Linked DNA regions of Sus scrofa: region 2 is linked to region 1. Evidence: chromatin contacts called from public Hi-C data. All regions are on one chromosome and are shown on one strand. The core of a region is the stretch at or near the end of the contact, and the rest is flanking DNA. Distances in the headings are between cores, read along the strand shown. Region 1 holds the start of NPTN (neuroplastin). Region 2 overlaps CD276 (CD276 antigen).

Region 1 (6,500 bases), core at 1,504-4,003:
AATCTTATAGACATGCTATATAGAAAGCTATAAAATGGCATCCTAACCTATATGGACTCCAATTCAAAAAACAGCCCTTTTCTCTCTCTTGCCCTCTCCCTCAGACAGAGACAGACAGACAGACAGACAGACAGACACAGACACAGACACACACACACACACACACACAGAGCCATTTCTTTCTCGATTTAAATTTACATTCATTTGGGTCAACTACAAGCTCAGCTTCACTTCACCAGTCATGTCATGTGATCAAATTCAAGCTCATTTCAAGGAAAAGGCTGCACACTATGCTGTATTTAGAACACATATCACTGAGAACAACCAGATGAGTCTTTGTAGGCCTATCCAAAAACCTTTAGTTGCTAAGAAACTACAATTTCACCGTATTATAAATTTTCAAAAGAAGCTATGCTAGCACAGAGATTAAACATGTTAAAAATCAAAAACCTCTAATTGTGCCGAATGAAACCTTGCTGTATCTACAAATCAAATAGGTGAAATTAGTTATTAGGCTTAAGTCATATTATTAACACAGACTAAAAACTGCTAAGATAAATCAGACTGATTCTATCCCGCTTTCCACCGTGGCCTCATGCTTTGGAGGAAAATAGGAAAATACCCAATATACTTAGCATATTCAATGCTAGAGACAGAAAAATGCTTCCTTCCTGACTCCTGCAGTGATCATTCATGGCCATGAAGCATACACAAGATTTGATTCACACAATTTGCTGCAAAAAACACTTATATTTAACTGATGATGCTTTTTCAATCTTTATTGATATCTTTTCACTGTAATCTTCAGCATTTTGAGCCTAGATTCTCTTTAGAATGTTTAACTCCATTAGCTCTAACATTTACCTTTTTTTTAATAAAAAACATTTAAATGTCAGCTATTCACAAGAGTAACTGCAAACTGTTCTAGCATAAAAACAATGAAACCCCAAAGAACTAGCAAAAATAGTTTATAACTCTTTCTCCAGCACTCTCATGTATGAGTTCACCCTCATAAATGTTTTTCCTATAAAAATATTTTTTAAACCTCTTAAAGACTGTTTCCACAGAGCAGAAACCAGTTCACAACACTTTCTAGTCTCATCTCTGAAAGATCAATTAGGCAGAACACTTTCTAGTCTCATCTCTAAAAGATCAATTAGGCAGCTCAATTGTGACACATACCCTCAACAATCAGAATCTTTTTATCTAAATCCCCCATCACCATGTTTCCATCTTCTCTGAAGAGCTTCAGTTCAAAACCCAATTCTCTCCTTTCAAGTGTACCCTGCACACGAATTCTAAGGACTACCTTTATGTTCTTCAGAAATAATGTCTCTTCTGTCTTGAAACTTTTAGATCTTAAAAATCCACTTCCTTCATCTCCCTCTCTCCGGTAACTGCCCTCAATCCCACCACTGCAGTTCCAGCTATGCGTCCCTGCCTTCCCAAAGGCCCCACCAGTATCATAGACACTTGCCACATTCAGCTCCTCCCTTCCCTAATTTATCCTCCACACTGTAAACCAACATTACACCCCCGGCTTCCTGCATTTTACTCCCTTCCTTTATTTTCTGTCTTCCCCCACCCCCATCTCTAGAGCCAGGCACCCTTATTTCGCTAATAAATAATTCCCCCTACCCTCAGTTTCAAGCCTTTCTCCCCATCCTCTGCTCAATTTTCCTCTCCTTATTTAGAAACTCCCTTTTGCTCTCCCAACCACTACCCTAGAATGCCCAACACTCCACCCTCCTTAGCAAACCCAGCCCTCTTTCCCCATCTCATTTAGAGCCACTGCTGCTCCTCTTTCTAGATCTCCTACTGCAGTCAACCCACTACCTTGGCTTTCCACCCACCTTCCCTCCACCTCCACAGCCAAGGCTCCCTGATTCTTTATGCCCTCCTTAAGGCTCTAGTACTCTGCTCAGTATTCTTCAGGACTCCCTTCCCCCCAACATCTCCCTTATTTTTTTAAGGATGTCACCAGTTTCACGGGGCCCCAGTTGAATCCTGGACATTTACAGCGCCTGGGACCCCTGGTCTCAAGGAGAGCCTGACACCACTCCCCATTACCTTAAACACAAACGCCTGTCTTGTGCCGCCTTCTTTAAACGCTGCGCCCCCTCCTCATCCGCCCCCGCTACTCCGGCTCCCCACGTCGGCTTCCTCGGTGTCCCCTCCCCGACTGAGAGCGACGAGCCCAAGACGTGGAGCCTCTAAGTCAGCAACACCTCGAGCTCTTATCGGACGCCCCCACCTCTCGGACAGGCGCCTCCGGTTCTCACACCCTCGCCTCTTCGAACTCCCAACCGGCATCTGCTCCTCTCGGGTCCGCAGCCCCTCAGACTCCGACGGGCCCCTTTCCCCCAGCTCCGCCACCTCCTTGGGCCCTGGACGGCTCCCTCCGGCCACCAGTGTCCCTCAGCCCCCGCCCGGCCCGCCCCCGGCGCCCGGCTTACCGTTTTGAGCGGCGCCTGGTCCTGGAAGGAGGGAGCCAGAGACCAGCAACAGCGAGAGGGCCAGGGCGCTGGGAAGCGACGAGCCCAACATCCTCCCTGCAGAAGACCGAACAGCGAATTGGCCGGGGCCGGAGCCGGGGCTGGGGAAGGGAGGGGAGGGAGGGAGGGGGCGGGCGAGTGTGCCAGGGAGAGAGCGAGGGAGGCAGCCGCGGCTCGGCTCCGTCCTTCCCCGTCCTCCTCCTACCGCCGCAGCGCCCAGGCCTCGCGAGACAATCTCTCCCGGCCGTGGGCGGTTGAGCAGCGACGGCGTCAAGGATCGCGAGAAGAGGCGGCCGCAAGCGATCCTCCCGCCCCTCGGACTCTGTGTCCCCGCCCCTGGAGAGGCCGATTGGCCTAGCGCGAGGTGGATCACGTGCCAACGGTGCTTCTGGCCACGTGATGGGGAGAGGCGGGGCTCCTGAAGCTCTCCTGGCCTTGGGGAACCGAGAAGTCTGCATTTAGCTTATCCCTCTGTGAAACGCCCATAAATAAGAGGAAGCTTTGGGAACATAATATTTCCTCCGCCCATCCTGCCTTTCGTTTGTTGGAGCGCTTGGCTGCAAAATTTAATGCACCACCGCCTCTTTTAAGCCTTCCTCTCATTGTTCTCTATCAAAGTCCTGCTATTTCTTCCATCTGGACTTTGACCTTAGACTCCCTCCTGACATCTGGCTTCAGCCTCCCACGTTAACCCCCATGTTTTAACCTTTCAGGCTAAATGACAACTGGTATTACCTTGTGCTTTACTCATCTCCCTCTGCGTGAAATGTCCTCCTTTTCCTTGCCTTTCTATTCCCCCCGCCCCCCCTCCCCTCGTTTTGGCCTTGTTTTAACTACTTAGAATCTCAGGCCTGAAGTTCAACTAGCCTAATTGCTAGTTAGACAATGTAGACAATAAATTCTATAAGGATGCCATCATGTATTAACTTATACGAAGACTCTTCAGAAGCATTTTCACACAGCCAACATTTGAGTACCTGCTGTGTACCAAGTTTTTAATTTGCTGTGAAACCCAGATCAAAAAGTTCACAACCTAGTCTATCAGAGGAACTAGGAAGAAAAATGACTGTACAGGAAAACCATCCATAGGAAGGGAGCCAGCCAAGTGCTCTGGCAATGTGGTCACTACTGTTTGCATGGAAGTTTGGGAAGTGCTCTTTTTAAGGGTATTTTTGGCATTACCCCGAGCCCTGTCAATCCTTGGTTGGTAAAGGAGTTTCTGTGATTTAGCTAATCCCTGACTCAGAGCAGACATCCTGGGGAGTGTCTGTGGAGTGAAACCAAGAGGAGCCAAGTAAACAGCCCCAGTGACCTGACTCATTTCGAAGAGAAAACTTGGAGAAACTGTAAGAAGAAGCACTCACCATAATCTTCACACTCTCAAGCCAAAGCGGTCTATAAGCTTTCAGCAAGAACCACACAGCTGGTGGTTCCAGACTGAGTTTTCTAGAAAGCACTGGGTCTATAAGTATAGCATGTTTTCACGGAAATGAAACTATATCTTTCAAAACCTCAGATGTGTAACAAAAAGGTTGACATGTATCTTTGAACAAAGGATATTCAGCAAACAGCTCTATGTGGAGGGTTGCAGGGCTGCCTGTGGTAGAACCAGTGTTTTCAGCTGATGGAAGCTTTGGTCAGATACAACCATCCTGCCTCATCATAACCATAATCAAAATCACCATTTGATTAGGAATCCTTACAAAATGATTATGCTCATTTAGGGGTAGGGCAACTAAAGCCAAAAGAGGCACAAATTACTCAAGTTCTGAATGTTTTTGGTAACCATTAATAGCAAAGAATCTGGAGTTCCCATCGTGGCGCAGCGGAAGCGAATTCGACCAGGAACCATGAGGTTGCGGGTTGGATCCTTGGCCTCGCTCAGTGGATTACGGATCTGGTGTTGCCCTGAGCTGTGGTGTAGGTCACAGACTTGGCTCAGATCTGGCGTGGCTCTAGAGAAGAATCTGGTTTTGTCTTCTTCTAGGCTGCTAGTGCCTTTCCCTGCCTCCTTGAAGTTGGGAGTAGTATGTGACTTGCTTCAGCCCAGACCGGTGAAATGTGAGAGGTGACACCCTGGCTCAGGGGAAACAAATCCGACTAGTATACATGAGGATGCAGATTCACTCCCTGGCCTCGCTCAATGGATTAAGGATCCGACGTTGCCTTGAGCTGTGGCATAGGTTGCAGCCCCAGCTAGGAATCTGTGTTGCTGTGGCTGTGGCCAGCAGCTGTAGCTCCGATTTGACCCCTAGCCTGGGAACTTCCATATGCTGTGGGTGCAACCCTAAAAAGAAAAGAGAAAAAAATGACCTGCATCATTTTCAAGCAGAAGCATTTCGTTTCAGTTGCAGACACTGTAGCATACTCTTTTCCCTGTGTGGCTATCCATGATCATGATGGTGGCAGCATGTGTCGAAAAATGAAGCTTACTTCAGCCTGGATCCCTAAGTTAGCACAATAAGTCCAGGCCTCCTGCCAACCCACATATAGCAAGTAGTGTCTACTGAGCCTAAGCTAGAGGGATTCAGAGGTGTTTTCTCCTGCCTAACCTGGACTATTCTGGTTACCGAAAAGATAAAATTCAACTCCATCCCACCACTACCACCACTATATGCCAGCTGTGGCTCAGGCAAGTGACCTGTCTCTCTGGGCTCTGTCAAGTGGTGCTAATGATAATACATACTTAATTCATAAGATTATAGGAGCAATAAATAAGCAAATGTATGTACAGTGTTTAGATCAGTTTCCAGTTCATGTAAACACTCAAATGTTGATTATGATAACGATAATAAAAAATATTGCTGCTGCTGTTATAATTTTAACTCCAGCCCTGTGCTCTTTCCACTTTGTTATGCTTCTTACAAAAAAATGATTCAGGAAGAAAATATTTAAGTGCAGTGTTACCATCAACTCTCAAAACCTGCAGTTCTGAAGAATCCTTTTACCTAGGAGAAAAAGTCATCAAGTTCCACATGATAGTAGCTGTACTTTTTTTTTTTTTTTTTTTTTGTCTTTTGTTGTTGCTATTTCTTGGGCCGCTCCCGCGGCATATGGAGGTTCCCAGGCTAGGGGTTGAATCGGAGCTGTAGCCACCGGCCTACGCCAGAGCCACAGCAACGTGGTATCCAAGCTGCATCTGCAACCTACACCACAGCTCATGGCAACGCCAGATCGTTAACCCACTGAGCAAGGGCAGGGACCGAACCCACAACCTCATGGTTCCTAGTCGGATTCGTTAACCACTGCGCCACGACGGGAACTCCAGTAGCTGTACTTTTAGACCCCCTTTGTGGGAAAAACCAAAACCTCCAACAACTTAGTAACTTCTTTAAAGGAACTTAGGAATTAAAATATATTTTCTTGGGGCGTTCCCATCGTGGCTCAGTGGAAACTAATCCGACTAGTAACAATGAGGTTTCAGGTTGGATCCCTGGCCTCTATCAGTAGGTTAAGGATCCAGGTTGCTGTGAGCTGTGGTGTAGGTGGCAGACCAGCTCCAATCTGATATTGCTGTGGCTGTGGCTGTAGGCTGGTGGCTACAGCTCCTGATTCCACCCCTAGCCTGGGAACCTCCACGTGCTGTGGGTGTGGCACTAAAAAGCAAAAAATAAATAAATAAAATATTTTTTTCTTTTTAAAAATTTGCATACACTTAACCTCTCTATGGGTGAGTACAGCTATGTTGGAGGATGGCTGAGCTCATTGAAATATCTCGTAGGAGCCCTTAGGGGTCCTCAGTGCTCAGCTGAGACACGTTTTCTTGGCCTGCAGGAACTGCTTGAAGGTCTGGCTTTCCAGTATTGGAAAGTGCCTCCTGGTGGCAAGATGTATAATAAAGCATTCCTATTTAAAAGGCTTTCCTGGGTAAATTGGTTGGTTGGTTGGTTGGTTGATTTGTTTGTTTAGGTGTGATTCATTTAGTCTTTGGAAGGATGTCAGTGAAAATGGTGGTAGTACTAGTAGAGTTGATTATAAACTTCCTAATGATTTTCCCAATCCCTC
Region 2 (5,870 bases), core at 332-2,831, 50 kb after region 1:
GAGGAGGAGGGAGGACCAACTGGCAGGCTCCAGGGCAGGTCCTGCCCAGGGATGAGAATTCCCCTTTGTAGAACAGATGGATGGGGTGCTATGAATGCAGCGTGAGGTCTGTGTCTCTCTGAGGCTCTGTGTACTGGGATCCTATCTGTTCCAGTGGTCGCAGGCTGTGCTCCCATTTCCCCAGCAGCCTCTGGTCTCAGAGATGTGCTTTTTCCTCCTGCCCTGGCTCTGGGGGGGCCCAGCCTTTGGGGTGGGAGTCTCTCAGTGTCCTCAGTTCTGGCCTGTGAGGCTCCTCCCCAGGGTAAGTAGGGGGGGGGGCGGGTACGTCCTGGGTCCAGAGTCTAGAAAAGGAATTGAAGGGAGCAAGTCCAACCCCACCCATGGGAACCCTTCATCCTCCCTCTGGAGGGAAGGACAGCCCGGCCCTTTGGGGAATCTGAAAGCTCTGATCAAAAGAGCGTTGCTTCCTGACCTCCCCACATTCGTGGAGGGGGCAGGAGGTCCCAGGAGACCCTGGCAAGTAAAATTCAGGGACGGGAATGAGCCTGATGGATGGAGGGGGTGGTCTTAAGAAAGGCCTTGAGTGCCAAGCAGAGGAGTGTGGGTTTACTCTGGCGGTAAATGGGGACCTTGAGAGGTCCTTTCAGGGGAAGGATGTGAGCAGATTCCTGACTCAGGTCCTCAGAGGGCATTCACAGAGTGTAGGGTTGGGGGGACAGAGTGGAGGGTCACAGGAGGATCCAAGGCGGAGGTGGGGGGGCTGGGGGGGGGCGTGGGCAGCAGCGGCAGAGGGGAAGCAGGCCCAGGAAGAACGGGCAGTCCTTGGTCCTGTCTGCGGGTGAAAGAAAGGAAGGGAGACTTGGACTCTGGAGCTTCTTAACCCTCAGTCCCTGCGATTCCGCTGCCTGCCAGTGTTTCCTCTGGGCCGAGGTGGCCCTTGTGGACAGGATGTGGTGCCCGCCAAGGGTGCCTTTATGAATGGAGTGCGAAGGCTGCTGACTCAGCAGGCGGCGAGGCTTTGAGGCCACCAGGTTTGCAGCGGAAGTGTTTGGGAAGGAAGTGGCTGCTCAGGGCTTCCCTGCTGCGGACAGCTGGGAGGCGGTGCTGGGCAGGATGCACCCGGCTTGGCTCAGGGTCTCCCTCAGCTCAGCTCCTGGGAGTGTGTGCGGGGCCGGGGTGGGGGTGGGGGGCTTGGGAGGCAGTGCTTGACTGGGCTTGGGACAGTTGAGCCTGGGCGCCTATGACCAGAATTGATGCTAATGGCTGCTGATGACATCTGCTCCCTGGAAGGGCAGAGAGGGGTGGCAGGAGGTGGGGAACTCAAACCCTTCTCGTCTGAGCTCGCTGGCAAATTACATCACATTAATGAAGTCCCCTCATTTATCTGGGCTTTAATTTTTTCCTCTTGCAAAAATGGGACCAAGTCAGGCAGCCTGGTTCCCTGGGTGGTTCAGAGAATGTGAAACCCTGTATATTTTTGTCAAACTGTCTTGGCTAGCCTAAATCAACACTGGTGACAAGGCTGGATCAGCCTGTGGCAGGAGCAATCTGGCAGCAGCTGTGGGTCACAGTGGAGAACAGCTTGGTGGCAGCGGGGGTGGGGGGAAACAGGCAGGGCTGGATCCAGGGAGGTCTGGGCTCAGATCTGATGTGTGTGTCACAGAAATGCCTCTTACTCAGAACAGACTCCAGCCGGGGGAGGGTCAGCCCCAGTCCAAGCCGTGTCCATTTCTATTGGTCTTGCTCGCTCAGATACATGTGTTAAATTAGCCAGGGCCCTTTCCCCTCCGCCCCATGCTCTCACAACAAGCTGTCTTCTACAAGTTTCCCCTGGAAGTTTTTGCACAAACACTGCTCACTGCACATGCCCTACGCCGAACCCTTCCGTGTCCTCTATCTCTGTGAGTACCACACCCGGTCACTGGGCTTAAAACCAGGGACACGCTGCCTGCTCCCTTCCTCTTCCCGTGTCCTCAGAGCCTCACTTTCCCCTAGACCTGCTTTGTCTCTCTTTCAGGCTCTTCTCATTGATCCTGCAGATGCTGTCAGAGTAATCTTTATGAAGCACCGCTCTGACCATACCACGTCCCCTATTCCAGAACATTCCATGGCTCTCAGCTGCCTTTAGGATAAACTTTCGACCTCTTAGCCAGTCTCCAAGTCTTATTCTTTACTAGCTATTGTCTTGAGCCAAACTGATCTGTGCCGTCCTTGCCCTGAGTGGGCCAGCCTTGCCTTTACCTGCTGCCTGGCCTCCCCCTTTCTTTCTTTCTTTATTTTTTTTAAAGGCTGCACCCGTGGCATATGGAAGTTCCCAGGCTAGGGGTCAAAGTGGAGCTCCAGCTGCCAGCCTGTACCACAGCCACAGCAACTCAGGATCCTGACTGCATCTGCAACTTGCACCACAGCTCCCAGCAAGGCCGGATCCCCAACCCACTGAGCTAGGCCAAGGATGGAACCCGCATCCTCATGGATACTAGCTGGGTTTGTTACCACTGAGCCATGACAGGAACTCCTCCCCTTTCTTATATTCACATGCCAACATCTTAGTTCCTAAGGGAGGGTCCCAGCTGCCCCCTGCCCCGCCTCCCCTGGCGCAGCCTCCCCAGTGACTTGGTTCCCTCCTGCCAGCATCACTCAAAATATCCCTCAGCCACAAGCCTTGAAGTGTGTGGGAGGGAGGACCTCCCAGCAGTGAGAAGGCCCGGGGAGGACCTTTGAAGACAAAGGCCTCACTTCCTCTTCCTCACAGGCAGGGGCAGCCTTCCACCACGGAAAGCCCAGCTGTCAGCTGCCTCACGGGAAGATGTGTCAACTGGGTAGCAGGCGTGTGCATGTGGCCACCATCCTGGGACTGCTGTGGTTCTGCCTCACAGGTGAGGGGAGGACAGTGGGGCCTGGAGGTTTGGGGGGAGGCACCCACTCCCACCAGGGCTCCTGCTCAGCCTCTCTGTCTAGCAGGGCCGGAGAGGTTTTGACTAACCTTCCAATCTCCTCTGTGCTCTATCCACACTCATTCCTCCCTCTGGGATCCAGTGGGCAACTTGCTTTACATTTCTCAGCCTCCATTTATTTCCTTTTCTGTGAAGTGGTAAGGTGAGCACTAAATGTGATAATGTTGTTTCTTGAACGTACTGTACATGTGCTTCTTCCCCAGGACTTTTGCACGTACTGTTCCCGCTGCCTGAAACTTGCTGTGCCCACATGTCTGTCTGACTAGATCTGTTATTTCATTTCAGTCTTTGCTCAAATGTCACCTTTCCCAGGCTTTCCCAGCTACCTTGTATAAAATAGCACATCATCTCCCTTCTCCGTGACCTTCATGCTTCTTTCCAAGATTTATCCCCATCTGACATATTATGGGTTTACTTGCTTATTATTGCCTGCTTTGCTCAAAGAGCAGGCTCTATCCCCAGGGCCAGGATTGATGCCAGCCACATAGCAGGTGCTTAATAACCATGTCGAGTAAAGGATGTAAGTCTTCCCACACAGTTCCTGGCACAGAGTTAGCATTCAATAATGGCAGCTACTTTAATAACATCTCCATCATATTTCAAGTCCTAATCAGTTCCTGTTCAGTGGGGGAAAGCTGCTGCCTTCCTCTATGAGGGGAAGACAAAGCTGAGTATCTGGTGCCATCTGGTGGTCACAAAGAGGAAGCACCACTTTACCCAGATCTACTTTGATTTCTCTAGAGAAAGGGCTTTGTCTGGCTGATGTATCAGGTTTCATTCCCCCAAATGCTCCATACAAGGGGCACCTGGTTGGTCTCCAATTGAAGAGCTGGCCTGTGGCCTGGCATTGCAGCAAGAGTTCCAGTGCTGGTTTAAGACCTTTAGAGATCCCTACACACTGCAAAAATGATGATGCCCCCTCCCTGTAATTCATGATGAAAATACTAGCTATCAAATGTTGCTTTTCTCCTTTAACGACTGCTGTATTCAGCTAGCTTTGTTTCAAGACTGTTTGACCTTCACACTTTTTGAATGTGTCTGCCTTGCTGGTGCCCAAAGTACACACTTAATCTAACCATTACTCAAGAATGGCAGTCCCAGGCTAAGGGCCACATCTCACCAAAAGAACAGCTATCAGGAACCCTTTACCTAACTTCCCAGGAATCTAAAAGAAGAGCTGGACTGAAGGCAGAGATGACTGGGTAGGAGGTTGCAGGGTAACCCAAAGGATATAGGGCAGGGGTGGGAGCAGGGGAACCTACCCCAGGGGACTTTTCTCTGGCTATGACGGACTCCTTTTCATGGCCTTTAAATCTCAGCTTAAGATCTCTTTATGGAGAACATGATTCACCACCATATTTAAATGCATGGGTATTCTTTCTTGCTTGCATAAAAACGAATCATGTTTACTTAGGAGAAGAAAAAGCACTCATGATTGTTTCTCATCCAGAGAAAAACATTAATAATATTTTGATGCATACGTTTTAAGATTGTCTTTCTACAATTTATAAAGATAATCTATGCCTATGGGGGAAATGCAACCAGCACAAACAGGTATAAAGTACCTGCCAGATTTATGAAAATCTGCCTCCTTACTTTCTATCCACTGGCTTGCTTTTCTTCCTTCATACCCCTAATCACAGGCTAGTGAAAATTTATGTGCTAGTTTGTCCCTCTCTCCCACTAAAACGTAAGCGCTGTACGAGTGTGACCTTGGTGTCCTCTGTGGCATTCTTAACTCTTAAATTTGGCATAGTAGGTGCTTACCTACTATGTATTCTTGTTGAATACATAGTATTCATTGAACTAGGACTACAGATAATAAACCTCAGGCCTTACAAGGGGGCTGGACAGGGCATGAAGTTAACCCGGAAGGGGAGGGGGACTAGGGAGGCCCAGAGTGTCCCCACCCTTCCTCACTGTACCACCCCACCAACCCCACCCATCCCCAGATGCCGCTGTGGAGGTCCGGGTCCCTGAAGACCCCGTGGTGGCCCTCGTGGGCACCGACGCCACCCTGCGCTGCTCCTTCTCTCCTGGGCCCAGCTTCAGCCTGGCACAGCTCAACCTCATCTGGCAGCTGACAGACACCAAACAGCTGGTGCACAGCTTCGCCGAGGGCCGCGACCAGGGCAGCGCCTATGCCAACCGTACCACACTCTTCCCAGACCTGCTGGCTCAGGGCAACGCGTCCCTGAGGCTGCAGCGCGTGCGCGTGGCTGATGAGGGCAGCTTCACCTGCCTGGTGAGCATCCGGGACTTGGACAGCAGCAGTGCCGCAGTCAGCCTGCAGGTGGCAGGTGAGAGCCCCAAAGTGGGGGGCGCCCTCCCCACTAACCGCAGCCCTTTAGCCATTGCCCAGTGTTGACCCATGTCTTCACAGCCCTAAGCGTCCCCTCCCTCCACTGTGTCCCACAGCTCTTGCCCTACCTTGACCTCTGCCCTCTACCCTCTGACCCCCTGCAGCCCCCTACTCAAAGCCCAGCATGACCCTGGAGCCCAACAAGGACCTGCGGCCAGGGGACACAGTGACCATCACCTGTTCCAGCTACCGGGGCTATCCTGAGGCTGAGGTGTTCTGGCAGGACGGGCAGGGTGCGCCCTTGACCAGCAACGTGACCACGTCGCAGATGGCCAACGAGCAGGGCTTGTTGGATGCGCGCAGCGTCCTGAGGGTGGTGCTGGGCGCTAATGGCACCTACAGCTGCCTGGTGCGCAACCCCGTGCTGCAGCAGGACGCTCACAGCTCCATTACCATCACGCCGCATAGAAGCCCTACAGGTTTCTGTTTGTGTTTTGTTTTTGATCCTTAAATGTCCCTCTGAGGGAGGGAGATTTGGGGCCTATCTGCAGGGGCCACGGGATCTGATCTCCTTAACTTCTGTCTCCCAGAACAGTGAGAGGCCTAATAACAAA

Evidence for each region. Hi-C and Micro-C count contacts between places; a contact is called where the count stands out from the background.
Region 2: a contact with region 1 is called in a Hi-C map of skeletal muscle, with 3 times the contacts expected there. The contact joins the enhancer-like site here to the promoter of NPTN in region 1. A contact is called at or near these places in 14 of 47 Hi-C or Micro-C datasets (alveolar macrophages, brain, embryonic fibroblasts and 8 more) and 1 of 2 datasets of contacts at active chromatin or transcription factors (skeletal muscle).

What each region holds. Positions count from the first base shown.
Region 1 is chr7:59,764,863-59,771,362 of Sscrofa11.1, reverse strand. NPTN (neuroplastin) reads right to left here and starts at 2,753. Exons shown (of 9, transcript XM_021099078.1): 1 at 2,457-2,753. The coding sequence starts at 2,547.
Region 2 is chr7:59,714,217-59,720,086 of Sscrofa11.1, reverse strand. CD276 (CD276 antigen) reads left to right here. Exons shown (of 10, transcript XM_021099076.1): 2 at 2,753-2,876; 3 at 4,907-5,254; 4 at 5,421-5,735. The coding sequence starts at 2,807. Among named protein-coding and RNA genes, the nearest start is that of CD276, 17 kb to the left of the region's middle. Within about 2 kb of position 1,581, at least 29 of the 83 cell types and tissues checked have an H3K27ac peak or open chromatin away from gene starts, as enhancers often do. A contact at or near this core is called in alveolar macrophages, mesenteric adipose tissue, omental adipose tissue and 3 more, where this site is marked.